3 separate regions of the Gossypium arboreum genome follow, and all the other regions are linked to region 3. A link is a contact called in public Hi-C data. All regions are on one chromosome and are shown on one strand. The core of a region is the stretch at or near the end of the contact, and the rest is flanking DNA. Distances in the headings are between cores, read along the strand shown. Region 1 holds the start of LOC108457615. Region 2 holds the start of LOC108460714. Region 3 holds the start of LOC108458555 (DNA-3-methyladenine glycosylase).

Region 1 (4,245 bases), core at 1,519-4,018, 640 kb after region 3:
TAGATGGATCTCGAAGTTTCGAAAGGTGATTTCAGCATGCAATCTATGGCCTTCAACTTAACAATGTTTGTATAGTCCTTTTTTCATTTTGGCATATGGTGCTTTGATAATTTTGAAGTCCAAGTTGGCAATATGGTTTGAGTCATGTATATAAATTTTTTAAGGTTCTTATATGAAAATAACATAGGAGTGAAAGATGACTTAAATGGTTGAACTTGTGGTAATTGTCAATTATATTTGTTAGCTCGATCGATCAAACCAAAATTTCCAAGAGGACGTGAATTGGCCTTTAAAAAAATTGGTGGAAGTAAAGAAAAAGTATGAAATAATGAACGCAAAGATTTAGAGTGTTTCGACCTCAATTGCCTACTCCACTACCTTAGCTTTCCACAACTAATGATTTTTCCAAATTCACTAATTTATTCAACCTTTGAGGATAAGGTTTAACCTTATATCTCTCTTAAAATTTCTACCCAAATCTTAAGACAAACCCTCTCAAAGAATTACAAAAAAAAAAAACTAAGAAATAATCCTTACAAGATCAGAATGTTTGTCAATAAAGCACAAATAAACAAGAAAAAAAAACTAAGAAATAATCCTTACAAGATCAGAATGTTTGTCAATAAAGCACAAATAAACAAGAATACACTTGAGTTAAAGAATAACAATAAAAGCTCACAAGTGTATACAAGAAAAGTATGAAAGAATTGAACACTAAGGTTGAAATGATTGATCTTTAGGCTTGATTATATTTCTTATAGTTGTAGGACCATCAGAAGTTGGTATTTATACCTTCTAATTCATTTCCAATTGTTGTGGTTGTTGGGAGAATAAATAAAGTCATTGGGATGGAAATACCGGACCATTAAATTCACCTGCAACAAAAAGTATCAATACTTTTTGTACGAGTATCAATACTAGAGACATTTAATGTCTGATTTAGTGACCGTTAAAATTAGTTTCCAACTATACCAAAGATGATTTATCAATACCTGGTAAAAGGTATCGATATAATTTTATGGGTATCGATACTTTTTGACATTATTGAATAGATCATGAAAAATAGAATTCAAAATTGGTATCGATGTAAATTTTTTGTATCGATAAAATTTAATAAGCATTGATATAATTTTCAAGGTATCGATACTTATTATTCGTGTTCAATTTTTTTGATTCAAAACAGAAAGTAGATTTGATATCAATAAAAAGATGAAGTATCGATACATTTTGAAAAACATCGATACTTCTTGTAGGGAGTAGTTTTTCAATTAATTTGAAATGGTTTTGATTAAGTTCAAGAGTTTAAATTTATTTTCAGAACTTTGTCAAATATATTCTATTAAAGCATTTTCTAGGATGTTTGAAAGTTTTGAAATATTATTCATATTTTGAATTCTTTGTCAAAAAAAAATTTATAGTTTAGACCTAATTCAACCTTTGGTTAGCAAAAGAGCTTTCGTAAGCTCATATAAAATCCGAAAATGATTGTATAATATATTTTAAATAAGTAATATAAATATTAGTATGTTTCATGTTGTATTAAATTGTATTTAATTATAGTTATTTCGATAACTAATGTGACATCTTGTAAGTGGAACCTAATGATTAGATTGAGTATTAAATATTACAAATTAAGCTTAAAGGAAGATTTCTTAGTTTTAGTAAGAAAGTAAGGCGGGTAATTAAATTTTTGGATGAATTTAAAGAAAATATAAAAAAATGAAAAGAGAATAAGATGAGAAAATTGAATAGGGGAGTAAGCTTCTTTTTTATTCAACCCAAATTAACTAAGTCAAATGTCAAAGTCCTTCCTTTTTTAAAAATGTGTGGCCCACATTTATTCTTCAAGTAATATTTCATTTAATGGCTCCAAATTGTTCTAATGATTTAATATCTCACAATTATATTATATAAAATGACCAAGATGTTTTTTATGTGGTACAATTCTACTTTAACCTTTTTTATCTTTTGTCTTATCACTTTTTTATTTTATTCGAGGTACTTAAAACTTTTAAATGTCCATAATTAATAATATGTACATAAATTTTGCATTTACGAACATTCTTGACAAAATAAAAATTTTATTGAGTAATTTACACTTTAAGTCCTTAATTTTTTATTCAATTCAATTCAAAAATTATTGAGTAATTTACACTTTAAATCTTTATACTTTTTAAATTTTAAACTTTATTCCCTAATGTGACTTCCATTATATAATATTCATTCCAAGTCATCCTCAGGTCCAACAATCATTACCTACTTCTAATTCTTCAATTCGACTTCAATATTTTTGAATCTATAAGTTGGCCACTTTATACCAAAAATCTATCTGTCACATTCTCTCAAAATAGCTTTTGTACAAGTCAAACCGTTTCTTTACCATTTCATTTATTACACTTACTTTTAAGTTTTCTACAAAATTTCGCTGTATCGGATCTTCGGAACCATATTGTTTACTATATTGAAAATGTGAGGAGTTTCAGTATAAAAAACCATTATCAATTTCTCATGCCATTAATCTACTTTCTTGCTATGTACCAAAAGAAAATATAAGAATGATAACCGGTCTAATATTTAATTGTTGTAACATTTAAATTCAATTTTGCATGATTGTTTTAAATATGATTATATTATAATTTGTATCAGATTACATGTATTAAACTCAAATATTATTATTTGGATACCTATCTAAATTAAATAAATTATCAATTAGATACTTTAATAACAAGTAAAGGGCAACTGATTTATTTAAATTCAACTACTAATTATTAATTACATCTCCTCGTTCCTGCTAAACGTCCGTCTGAGACTTTTTTTTTTCCCTTTCTCCAAGTAATAGTGAGCCTTTCTGTTTGTACCAAGCTCTGTGCAACATCGACAACAAAACCCAAAGTTCCTCGTAGTGAAGTCTCTAGATCCTTCCAAAGATAATTAGTTTTATATATCCATCCCATATTTCTGGATTCTTCCACCTCCCGCCCGAACCCTCCAGAGCAGCCCCTCCCACCCAATTGCTTCTTTTAAGCTTTCTCTTCCATTATCCTCATATCTCTCTCAATCCCTAAGACACCCTCGTCTTGATTTTTCCATCAATGGCCAAGTACGGCGAAGGCGGCAAGCGATGGATCGTGGAGGAAAGACCTGACGGTGCTAATGTCCACAACTGGCACTGGGCTGAAACCGATTGCCTCCCTTGGTCTAAAACGTTCTTCACCAAATCGCTTTCCGATCTCACCATCCTTGATTGCCAAGGTATTCTCAGCATCAAGACCAAGAAGGTCGAAAAGGTCGATGGCGAAGCCTATGTTAATGTTCGCAAGGGTAAAATCATTCCCGGATATGAAATCAGTTTGAGTTTATCCTGGGAAGGCGAAGCCAAAGATGGGGAAGGGAAGACGCTGTTGAAAGCTGAAGGTAATCTCGAGATTCCGTACATTTCGGATGAGAATGCTGGCGAGGATCCGGAAGTTAAGGTGACGACTAAAGACGAAGGACCCATTGGTAAAGCCTTGAAGGAAGCGATGCTGGCCAATGGGAAGCCTTTGGTTTTGGAGAAAGTGAGTGATTTTGTAAAAGCTATGGCGAAAGGTGGTCCCGTTAAAGATGAATTGGAAGCCAAGAAATCGGCTCCGAAAAATACAACTACTACTACTAGTAATAGTAACTCAGCTGCGATGTCTAAGGAGAAAGTTGGGGTGGAGAAGGAAGCCAAAAAAGAAGTGAAGAAGGAAGGGAAGAAAGGGTTTAAGACGATTACAATGTCGGAGAAATTTAATTGTAGAGCTAAGGATATGTACGAGATTTTGATGGATGAGAATAGATGGAAAGGGTTTAGTCAGAGTAATGCTAGGATAAGTAAAGAAGTCGGTGGCCAATTTAGTATTTTCGATGGATCGGTTACTGGAATTAACTTGGAGTTGGAAGAAGGGAAATTGATTGCTCAGAGATGGAGATTTGGGAGTTGGTCCGACGGGATTGATTCTACAGTAAGTTTAATGGATTCCGCTTTTGCCTGTTCTCCAGGTTTTTGGGAATGCAGTGTGGTCGGATGATGGCTTATCTTTACTGGGTGGTTGTTATTGTTGCAGGTAAGACTTGTTTTCAATGAGCCTGAGCCTGGGGTTACTGTAATCAATCTCACGCATTCAGATGTTCCCGAGGAGGACAGGTTGGTTTTTGTTTGTTTTATTGCGTAGCATGGCTAATTTCTTACTTACTGAATTTAGTTATCGATTCTGTGTTTGT
Region 2 (4,652 bases), core at 2,133-4,632, 860 kb after region 3:
GGACTAAATTGTAAAATTGTTGAAATATTAGGGGTAAAAGTGTAAATGTGCTTTAATGAGTGTTTTGGATTAAATTGAATAGAGAGATAATTGAATAAGAAGAATTTGATATTATATAGATTAAGAAAAGCGAAATGCGAACTTAGATCGGGGAAAGAACAAAGTCTCGGATTAGTTAACCCATGTCGTTGCTTTTACATCCGACATCTGAGGTAAGTTCGTATGTAATAAGCATTGATATAATTATGTTTTAAATGCTTTGATATTGTATGAATTGTGAATTTGACTCTACGGATACGTTCAACGATGATTCGACATTGAAACTCCCGGTTGAACATTAGGAATAAATTAGGATACTAGTGACATGTCATTAGGGTATACATTGATTTGGCTTTGGGCCATGATATTGGCACTTCGGGTGCAAGTTACTTTGATTTGGCTTTAGGCAATGATATCGGCACTTCGGAAACGAGCTTCACTGATTTGGATACGGGCCCTGATATTAGCACTTCGAGTGCGAGATATATTGAGTTGGCTTCAGGCCATGATATTGGCACTTAGTGTGTGAGATTCCTAAGTATCTGACTTCTATTCCGAATGGTTCAACGGGTATATTGAAGATGTGCATTGGTAAGAAATAGATACATATCGGTACAGGTATGTACGGAAAACTATTTGAGCAATGAATCAAAGGAAGTTGTAAGTTTATGATCAATTATGTGGTTAAATTCCATGTTAACTTAGTGTTTAAATTATGTGGTTAAATTCCATGTTAACTTGGTGTTTAATGTTTTTATACAATTTGAGTTACTTATTTGAAAATGTAAATGAATGGTGAAATTTGTTTAATTATTTCATACGAGCTCACTAAGCTATAAAGCTTACATTATTTATTTTTCCATGTTTTATAGTGATTTCTAAGCTAGCTCAGATTTGGGGATCGTCGGAGTCTTCATCACACTATCAAGCTATCAATTTGGTACTTTTAAGCTTATGTTTTAGTTATATGGCATGTATAGGGTTTTGGTCATTTTGATTATGAGTTAATAATGATTTTGGCCATTAGAATTGTCTTGTAAATGTTTATGTTTTGACTTGTGAATATAGCCATGAGAGTTGGCTTAATTTGGTTGTTTTGGTTATGTATAAATATGTGCATATATGTTTTGTGTTGTGAGTTTATGGATGAATATATAATGCTTGGGAATTATAAAGATTAGGATGTTAAGTGGTTGATTTTAGAGTAGTTACATGCTTGTGGTTTTGATGCAAAATGATGCAAGTTTAGAAGTGTATAATTAGTTGATTTATAAATGTGAATTGGTATAAATGGTATAGCATATATTTGTGATTTGTGTGCATGGAGAATGAAATAATAGAATGTGCATGAGGTATGGCTGAATTGGTTGATTAAAATAATGTGCATGAGGTATGGCTGAATTGGTTGATTAAAATGCCTTTTAATGTTATGTTTTGGTGCCATTTGGGTTAATATAGGTGTGAAGAAGTTTGGGTGGCAAAATGGCTTGGTAAATAGCATATTTTTGTCCACACGGACAGAGACACGAGCGCGTGTCTCAGCCGTGTGTGATACACGATCATGTACATGGCTGTGTGTCCCCTGATGTTGAAATTAAAATCAAGTCAATATGCTCCACACGGCCTCACACACAGGCGTGTGACTTGACCATGTGGCATAAGTCAGTATACCCTACAGGTTTGGCACATGGCCTAGCACACGGCTTAGCACACGGGTGTGAATGACCATTTTTAGGGCATACGGGCTAGCCACACTGGTGTATGTGTTGGTCATGTAACCCAAGTCAGAGAGTTACATGGGGTCGGACACGGGCTGGGACACGGCTATGTACTCCCAACTCGAATGTCCACACAGCTTGTGACACAGGCGTGCCTGTTGGCCGTGTGAGACACACGAGCGTGTGTCCCTTGTTTTTGAGAAAAATTCTTAAGTGTTCAAAAAGTTTACAAAGTTATCGGTTTAGTCCCGAACCACTCCCAATGTATGTTTAGGGCTTCGTAGGCTCGTATTAGGGACACAATGATTGGTTGTAAATAAAATATATATGATTTGATTAATTGTATGTGAAATGTATGTTTGAATATGTTATAAGTCTGGTAATGCTCCGTACTCCTATTCCAGCATTGAATACGGGTGAGGGGTGTTACAAATCACATAATGAAAATTTAATTCTCTTTATAGACAAGAAAAAAAAATTGAATTTTCACAAAAAAAAGAATTTATTTGGAAAAATAGATCTCACTAATTTTCGACAAAGTGACTACATTTAAAGTTTTATGTTGTTTACTTATCCCATAGTCCCTTTTTATAAAGAAAATGCACAAGAGTTCTATTTGAATAAGAGGAGACAAAAATAATACAATTTTAATAGAAAATACAGACTCCCATTAAGACATCACATGGTGAGTGGCACACACACTAGGAATATTCCAATGTGCTACCCACCATAATACAAGTGGGCTTTATTAGGTTTTTCTTATATTAGGTACAACTATATATTTGTTATATAGTCTTTAAAGTAACTTATATAATTTATCCAACTTAATATGAGTTTTATGTTCCCAAAATATTATTTATTTAATCAATTAAAACAAATTTAATTATATCTCTCAATTAAATTATTGGATAAACTATACTCACCGTCACTAAACTATTAGTACATTTACATTTTGATTACTCAACTTTAAAAATCTATAGAATGGTGATTGAACTATTCGAAAGTTTTCATTTAAGTCATTGGGTTGTTAAAATCACTACTGTATGACCTTTTTTATTAGCCCCATATGCACCAATCAAAAGCTTTCCTTCCCCTTCCTTTCTACAATTAAGTTTTTTTTTTTATGAAATAGCTTTGAACGCCACAAACTTGCAAACCAAAATCCAAACAATTTTCTTTTTCGATTTTCGACAATAACTATTAAATCGACTTGGATCTAAGATATGTTATTATACTTGTCGATGGATACTAATCCACATATCGTTCATTGAAACATCGCTTAGAGTTTGTTAACTAAACTTTTTTTTTAATAACTTAATAGTCTAGTGACTTAAAAAAACTTTTAAATTGTTTAATGATTTAAATAAAAATTTTGAAATAATTTAGTGATCACTCTGAAACTCTTTGAAGTTTAATGACCAAAATATAAATTTATTAATAATTTAATAATATTAATGTAATTTAACCAATTTTATTTAAAATGATGATATAATATACAATTTCAACTTTTCATTGGGTGGTAAAGCCAACAAATCCATAATCAAACATATTTAAGTAAATCAATGTTTTATTTTATAAGGGATGTTTTAAAATTACAATATTTGTACCAAACATGCCATAAGCTTTGCACAACATCAGCAAAGAAACCCTAAAAGCAGACGAGCTCCTCGTAGTGAAGTCTTCTAGATCCTTCCAAAAATATTAGTTTTATATATCTATCCCACATTCTGGATTCTTCTACCTCCCCGCCCCGAACCCTCCAGAGCGGCCCCTCCCACCCAATTGCTTCTTTTAAGCTCTCCCTTCCATTATTATCCTCACATATCTCTCAATCCCTAATACACCGTCGTCTTGATTTTTTCATCAATGGCCAAGTACGGCGAAGGAGACAAGCGCTGGATCGTGGAGGAAAGACCCGACGGTGCTAACGTCCACAACTGGCACTGGGCTGAAACCGATTGCCTCCCCTGGTCGAAAACGTTCTTCACCAAATCGCTTTCGGATCTCACCATCCTTGACGGCCAAGGTAATCTCCGCATCAAGACCAAGAAGGTCGAAAAGGTCGACGGCGAAGCCTATGTTAATATTCGCAAGGGTAAAGTCATTCCCGGATATGAAATCAGTTTGAGTGTATCCTGGGAAGGCGAAGCCAAAGATGGGGAAGGGAAGACAATGTTGAAAGCTGAAGGTAACCTCGAGATTCCGTACATTTCGGATGAAAATGCTGAAGAGGATCCGGAAGTTAAGGTGACGGTTAAAGACGAAGGACCCGTTGGTAAAGCCTTGAAGGAAGCGATGCTGGCCAAAGGCAAGGCTTTGGTTTTGGAGAAAGTGAGGGATTTTGTTCAAGCTATGGCGAAAGGTGGCCCCGTTAAAGATGAATTGGAAGCCAAGAAATCGGCTCCCAAAACTAATACTACTACTGGTAATAGTAACTCAGCTGCAGTGTCTAAGGAGAAAGTTGGGATGGAGAAGGAAGCCAAAAAGGAAGTGAAGAAGGAAGGGAAGAAAGGGTTCAAGACGATTACAATGACGGAGAAGTTTAATTGTAGAGCTAAGGATATATATGAGATTTTGATGGATGAGAATAGATGGAAAGGGTTTACTCAGAGTAATGCTAGGATAAGTAAAGAAGTCGGTGGTCAATTTAGTATTTTCGATGGATCGGTTACTGGTATTAACTTGGAGTTGCAAGAAGGGAAGTTGATTGCTCAGAGATGGAGATTTGGGAGCTGGCCCGACGGGATTGATTCTACTGTAAGTTTAATGGATTCCACTTTTGCCTGTTCTCCAGGTTTTTGGGAATACAGTGTGGTCGAATGATGGCTTATCTTTAATGGGTTGTTGTTGCAGGTAAGACTTGTTTTCAATGAGCCTGAGCCTGGGGTTACTATA
Region 3 (4,478 bases), core at 210-2,709:
AGGAACATCAAAATAATCCAAAAATAAGAGGAAATAATAAACTTAGAACCTTTCCGGGTCCAGTGAGAAGAATAGGCTTTTCAGTTTGCTGACCACGACGCTCCTGAATAGTCTCCAAACCTGCAACGGGGTTCACATATTGCCTTCAACAAACATTATGTTTTGTTTTCTGACCCAAAGATAGAAAGCATGTAAAGTTCGAGATTTTTATGAAGGACAAGAAAACTAGAAATGAATATTCCCACAAAAATTCTTAACAGTTACTATATTATGAGATGTTAAAGTAGGCGATTGCAAATAATTAAATAAGGACAATTCAAGGGATCATCAACTACGCATTCACAACAATGAAAGGCTAAATAGGCTACAATAATAAGAAACATTAGCAATTTAATAGATAACAAACAAAGCAGATGATTATAGAAGTAACAGATACTTAGTTAATACAAGATAATAATATGATAACGTACCACACACCGGAGCGCATGCACGTATTAACACTGCAGCCCCAGCTCCTTCTTTGTCAGCAACAACATTGAGCATCGTATGAAGTCCATAGCAAAGATAAACATAAGCATGCCCTCCAGGACCAAACTACAACAACCACATAGAGGATCTCAATATCTATTATTATTAGTACCAAAATAAACATAAATAGTGTTAAAACCATCAAGGTATTACTGGAGCAATGATCAGATTAGCAAGCACATGTGAAAGATGAAAGCAAAAGGGCTAAACTCACAACAGGGGCTGTTCTTGCCGTGACTCCAAATCTACCATGACAAGCTGAGTCATTTGGCCTATAAGCCTCTACCTGTTAAAACATAATGATTCAAATAAGAAAATGCATAACAATGGAATTAAAATTAATTGGTGGGGGGAATATGAAACTTTGACCAGACCCAATTAGTAGGTAGCCTTTGTTTTTCTTTGGTTTTCTTCTCAGCAAGCAAATAAAATGGGCTTTGAACAAAATTCAACTGCTCAAATTAATGAAAGCCCCAACACCCAAAAAGTACAAATTTCGAACTTCCATTTCGATTTTCCGAAGAGCTAAAAGAATTTAGGAAGAAAGTCAGCAAAAATGCACCAAAAATTACCTCAGTGATTTGAAGAACAACATCATCTCTCCTTAAAAACTTGCCAAGCAAACGTGGCGCCAAATCAAGAGCGTCAATTTGAAAGAACTCCGGGGGCAGTATCGTGGTATTGCGAAAACAAGGGAGAGAAACCGGAGAAGATTGCGGCCGAGTTTGTTTACGGCTTGGTTTGGTCCGGGTCCTAACGGTCACTGCTTTGGAACTGTGACTCGTCCGTCCTTCCAGGCATTGGCTCGACCGAACTGTTTTCCTGGATTTCGAAGCAACTGGTTTAAATTGGTGAGTTGGGTTCATCTGGACCAAAAGTGTTGGAGCTGAAAGAGACATAAGGATATTGAATTTTTTTATATTGGTCAGAATTTGAAGGGTTGGGTTCTACTTTTGACTTTTTGGGTAAACGACCCACACAACTTTTAGAATATTTTCAATTTGATCACCTAAAATTAAATTTTTATAATTTTGTTATCTAACTTTTAGGGCAGTTTCATTTCAATCACCAGCTGTAACGGTAGTTAATTGTACATGTTATAACATATCTGTATTTTCATTTTTGTCACTCAACTTTCGAGTCGCTTTAAGTTTGGTGACTTAAAAATAATATCTTTTTAAATATTGATTGGTGTAAATAAAACATCAAGCATTAAAGTGAAATAGTGATAGAAACTAAAATAATACACAAAATTGTCAAATTGTATTTGCTTATCCCATTGTCAAAATTCTAAAATTCTTTTTAAAATATTAAAATTTAAATTTCAAAACATCAAAATAAATTAAATAAATTGTTGAAATTTTTTATCTCTTGATAATGTCAATTGATTTGTTACTATAATATTGAAATTTATTAATTTAATCACCTTCCAAAATTTAAATTTTTATTTTATATTTTCCAAATTATTGTAATGTCCCTAAAATCCCTTAATCGTAAATAGTGTTAATTCAAGAATATATGACTTAGAATTTTGAAGTCAATAAAATAAGAATTATTAGTGTTAGTAGAAAAGATAATTAGATACTTGAGGAATTGAAAAGATTAATATATTGAAAAATATTAATTTAGGGTATAAACTAAATTGTAAGGTTATAAAAAGTGTTAGAATAAAATGAAAGATTTAAAGTATAAAGAATTAAATTGAATTGGTGGGAAAATGTGAAAGAACATAGAGTGCAATTATTACAAAAAGAGTTGATAATTGTTTAAATTTTAATTAAAGAAAGATATGAAAATTTTGTCAGGGCCATTGGATAACATAGGAAAGAATTAAATCTAAGCCATTCAAAATGGAATGTGATGGAAAGATTTTTTAGTTGTCATACTTTTTATTTCTTTATATATTATTAATATTATATCATATAATTTTATTATTATTAAATTATTTAGTGACGTGATCTTTGGAATGTTAATTGGGCCAAACATCAAGCTGCCCATTTCCATACCATTTAGGATATATGTTGACGAGGCTCTAAGAGATAGGATGTAAGATATTTCTGATGGTCCAATTAAAATTCCTATTAGGCCTATGATACGGGCTAGAACTAAGAGATTCAAAGAAGCACTTGTAGGTTTGATCCAACACGTTTGGGCTGAATATGACAAGTTCAATATTTAATTGGCATCTATTAAAGACCCAAGTTCATGCAACATTTTGCATGTGAAATTTTGAAGCTCAATCATCCATTTTACTTTGTCTTAATTCCATAACTTTTTAAAATCATACTTTTTTGTTTCAATGTGTGTCTTATTATTTAAATATTAAATATTGTAATTTTCATTACATCATTAGTTTTATATCTAATGTGTCCTATTGTGTTTTAAAAATGTCTTAGTTTGTTATGTCATTATCATGTCTTTTTTGTTACAATTTAATTGTTATGTTTATTTTTGTCTTTAATATGTCTTTATTTTGTTCTAGGAACAACAAATGGTTGGTCACCTAAAGGGTTACAAGGAGTTGTTCATTCAGCTAAGGAATATGGAATTAAGGTGCTTTAAACTAGGTCTGTTCGTTCTCCAAGGTTCATACAAAACCGAACAGTCACAAAAAAGGTGCAAATCCTTAAGGATTAAGCTGCATGAACATTCATCAAGTGTCCATTCAAACTCCTTCACATATATGAAATTTTCGGTCACCAAAGGGTCTTACATGAATTTGGTCAATTAACTTCTTCCCATGCATGAACTCTCTTGCAACGAGTTAAATGCAGCCACCGAATTCATCATCAAGGTGCATGGACGACAAGGGGAATGTATATGGTTGTTCATTGTATTCTTTGAATATTTGGATTGATGAACTTTAGGATTAATGTATTATTTTAATTCATGTATTCACATTAATGGCTGAAATGACCATTCGTTTTCTAAGGCCCTATATATATTCGGTCAAGTACTTTGTAATAGGGTAATGAACATTTTTAATATATATTTGAGAGTTATCTTTTTTTTCTTTAAGAAATAAACCCAAACTTATCAAGAATTGTCTTATGGCGTTCAAAACTTAATCGGTCTTATCATTTCAATCATTTCTATTTCTAAAGAGTGGGGATCACCCTTATACAGTTGGTTCCTATTTCATATATAAATAGTGGGTCGGTTTTTCTTCAATTTCCAAACCTATCAAAATATTAATCATCTTTATAAAAACTGGGTCTCGTTATTATATAGCATAAGTTCATTTTTAAGATTTTTTTTTGAGTTCGAAAGTTATATCATTTACCATTTTGTTTGCTATTTTTCTTTTATTCCTATCTTTTGCTATATTTCGAGTTTGATCCTATTTAGAAACAATTGGGCAACTTAAATTGTGACTCATAATCTTGACTGCATACGAGGTTCACATCATTGGGTATCAGAGCTAGAATTCTTTACAGGTATCGTTTTATTTTCTCTCTCTCGTATTTAAAAAAAATCATGAGAAAACAATTGTGAAAAAAACAAAAGATGAGGTTAAAATTTTAAAAATAGTCAGGGAACCCATTAATAAAAATTTCAATTGATTAGTACTTTTGAGCTCATTTTACATATTTTGGTAAATTTTTACGAAAAAAAAAGCCAAGCAAAAAAAAAATTCTTTTTTCCATTTAGCCAAAATACCTTCTAATCATCTTTTGAGTCATTTGAACACATTTCTATCACATTAATTTCAACCTTCTATTTTTCTTCGATTGTGTCCCATCCTAACAACACCTTCAAGATTACCGTTTTGTTAATTTCTTTTCATACCAAGTTCCTAACGAACTCAAGAGATTTGAGTGGTAAAAGGCGAGAGCATGTCAGCCAATTAGAGTGATAAAAGCCAAAATTTGTGTGCAAAAACGGGAGGAGTGAACTTTCTTTTCAAGAGTAAGACATGAGGTTTTGTTTTGTGAGGTACACATCTTATC

Evidence for each region. A called contact is a pair of places that touch in the nucleus more often than the background predicts.
Region 1: a contact with region 3 is called in a Hi-C map of leaf, with 4 times the contacts expected there. The contact joins the promoter of LOC108457615 here to the promoter of LOC108458555 in region 3. A contact is called at or near these places in 2 of 5 Hi-C or Micro-C datasets (both in leaf).
Region 2: a Hi-C map of leaf shows a contact between it and region 3, with 4 times the contacts expected there. The contact joins the promoter of LOC108460714 here to the promoter of LOC108458555 in region 3. A contact is called at or near these places in 2 of 5 Hi-C or Micro-C datasets (both in leaf).

Annotation. Positions count from the first base shown.
Region 1 is chr4:59,823,485-59,827,729 of ASM2569848v2, reverse strand. LOC108457615 reads left to right here and starts at 2,768. Exons shown (of 3, transcript XM_017756655.2): 1 at 2,768-3,986; 2 at 4,089-4,168. The coding sequence starts at 3,093.
Region 2 is chr4:59,603,662-59,608,313 of ASM2569848v2, reverse strand. It overlaps LOC108460714, which reads left to right and starts at 3,382. Exons shown (of 3, transcript XM_017760319.2): 1 at 3,382-4,514; 2 at 4,611-4,652. The coding sequence starts at 3,624.
Region 3 is chr4:60,459,375-60,463,852 of ASM2569848v2, reverse strand. It overlaps LOC108458555 (DNA-3-methyladenine glycosylase), which reads right to left and starts at 1,459. Exons shown (of 6, transcript XM_017757971.2): 1 at 1,101-1,459; 2 at 743-814; 3 at 471-594; 4 at 50-120. The coding sequence starts at 1,427.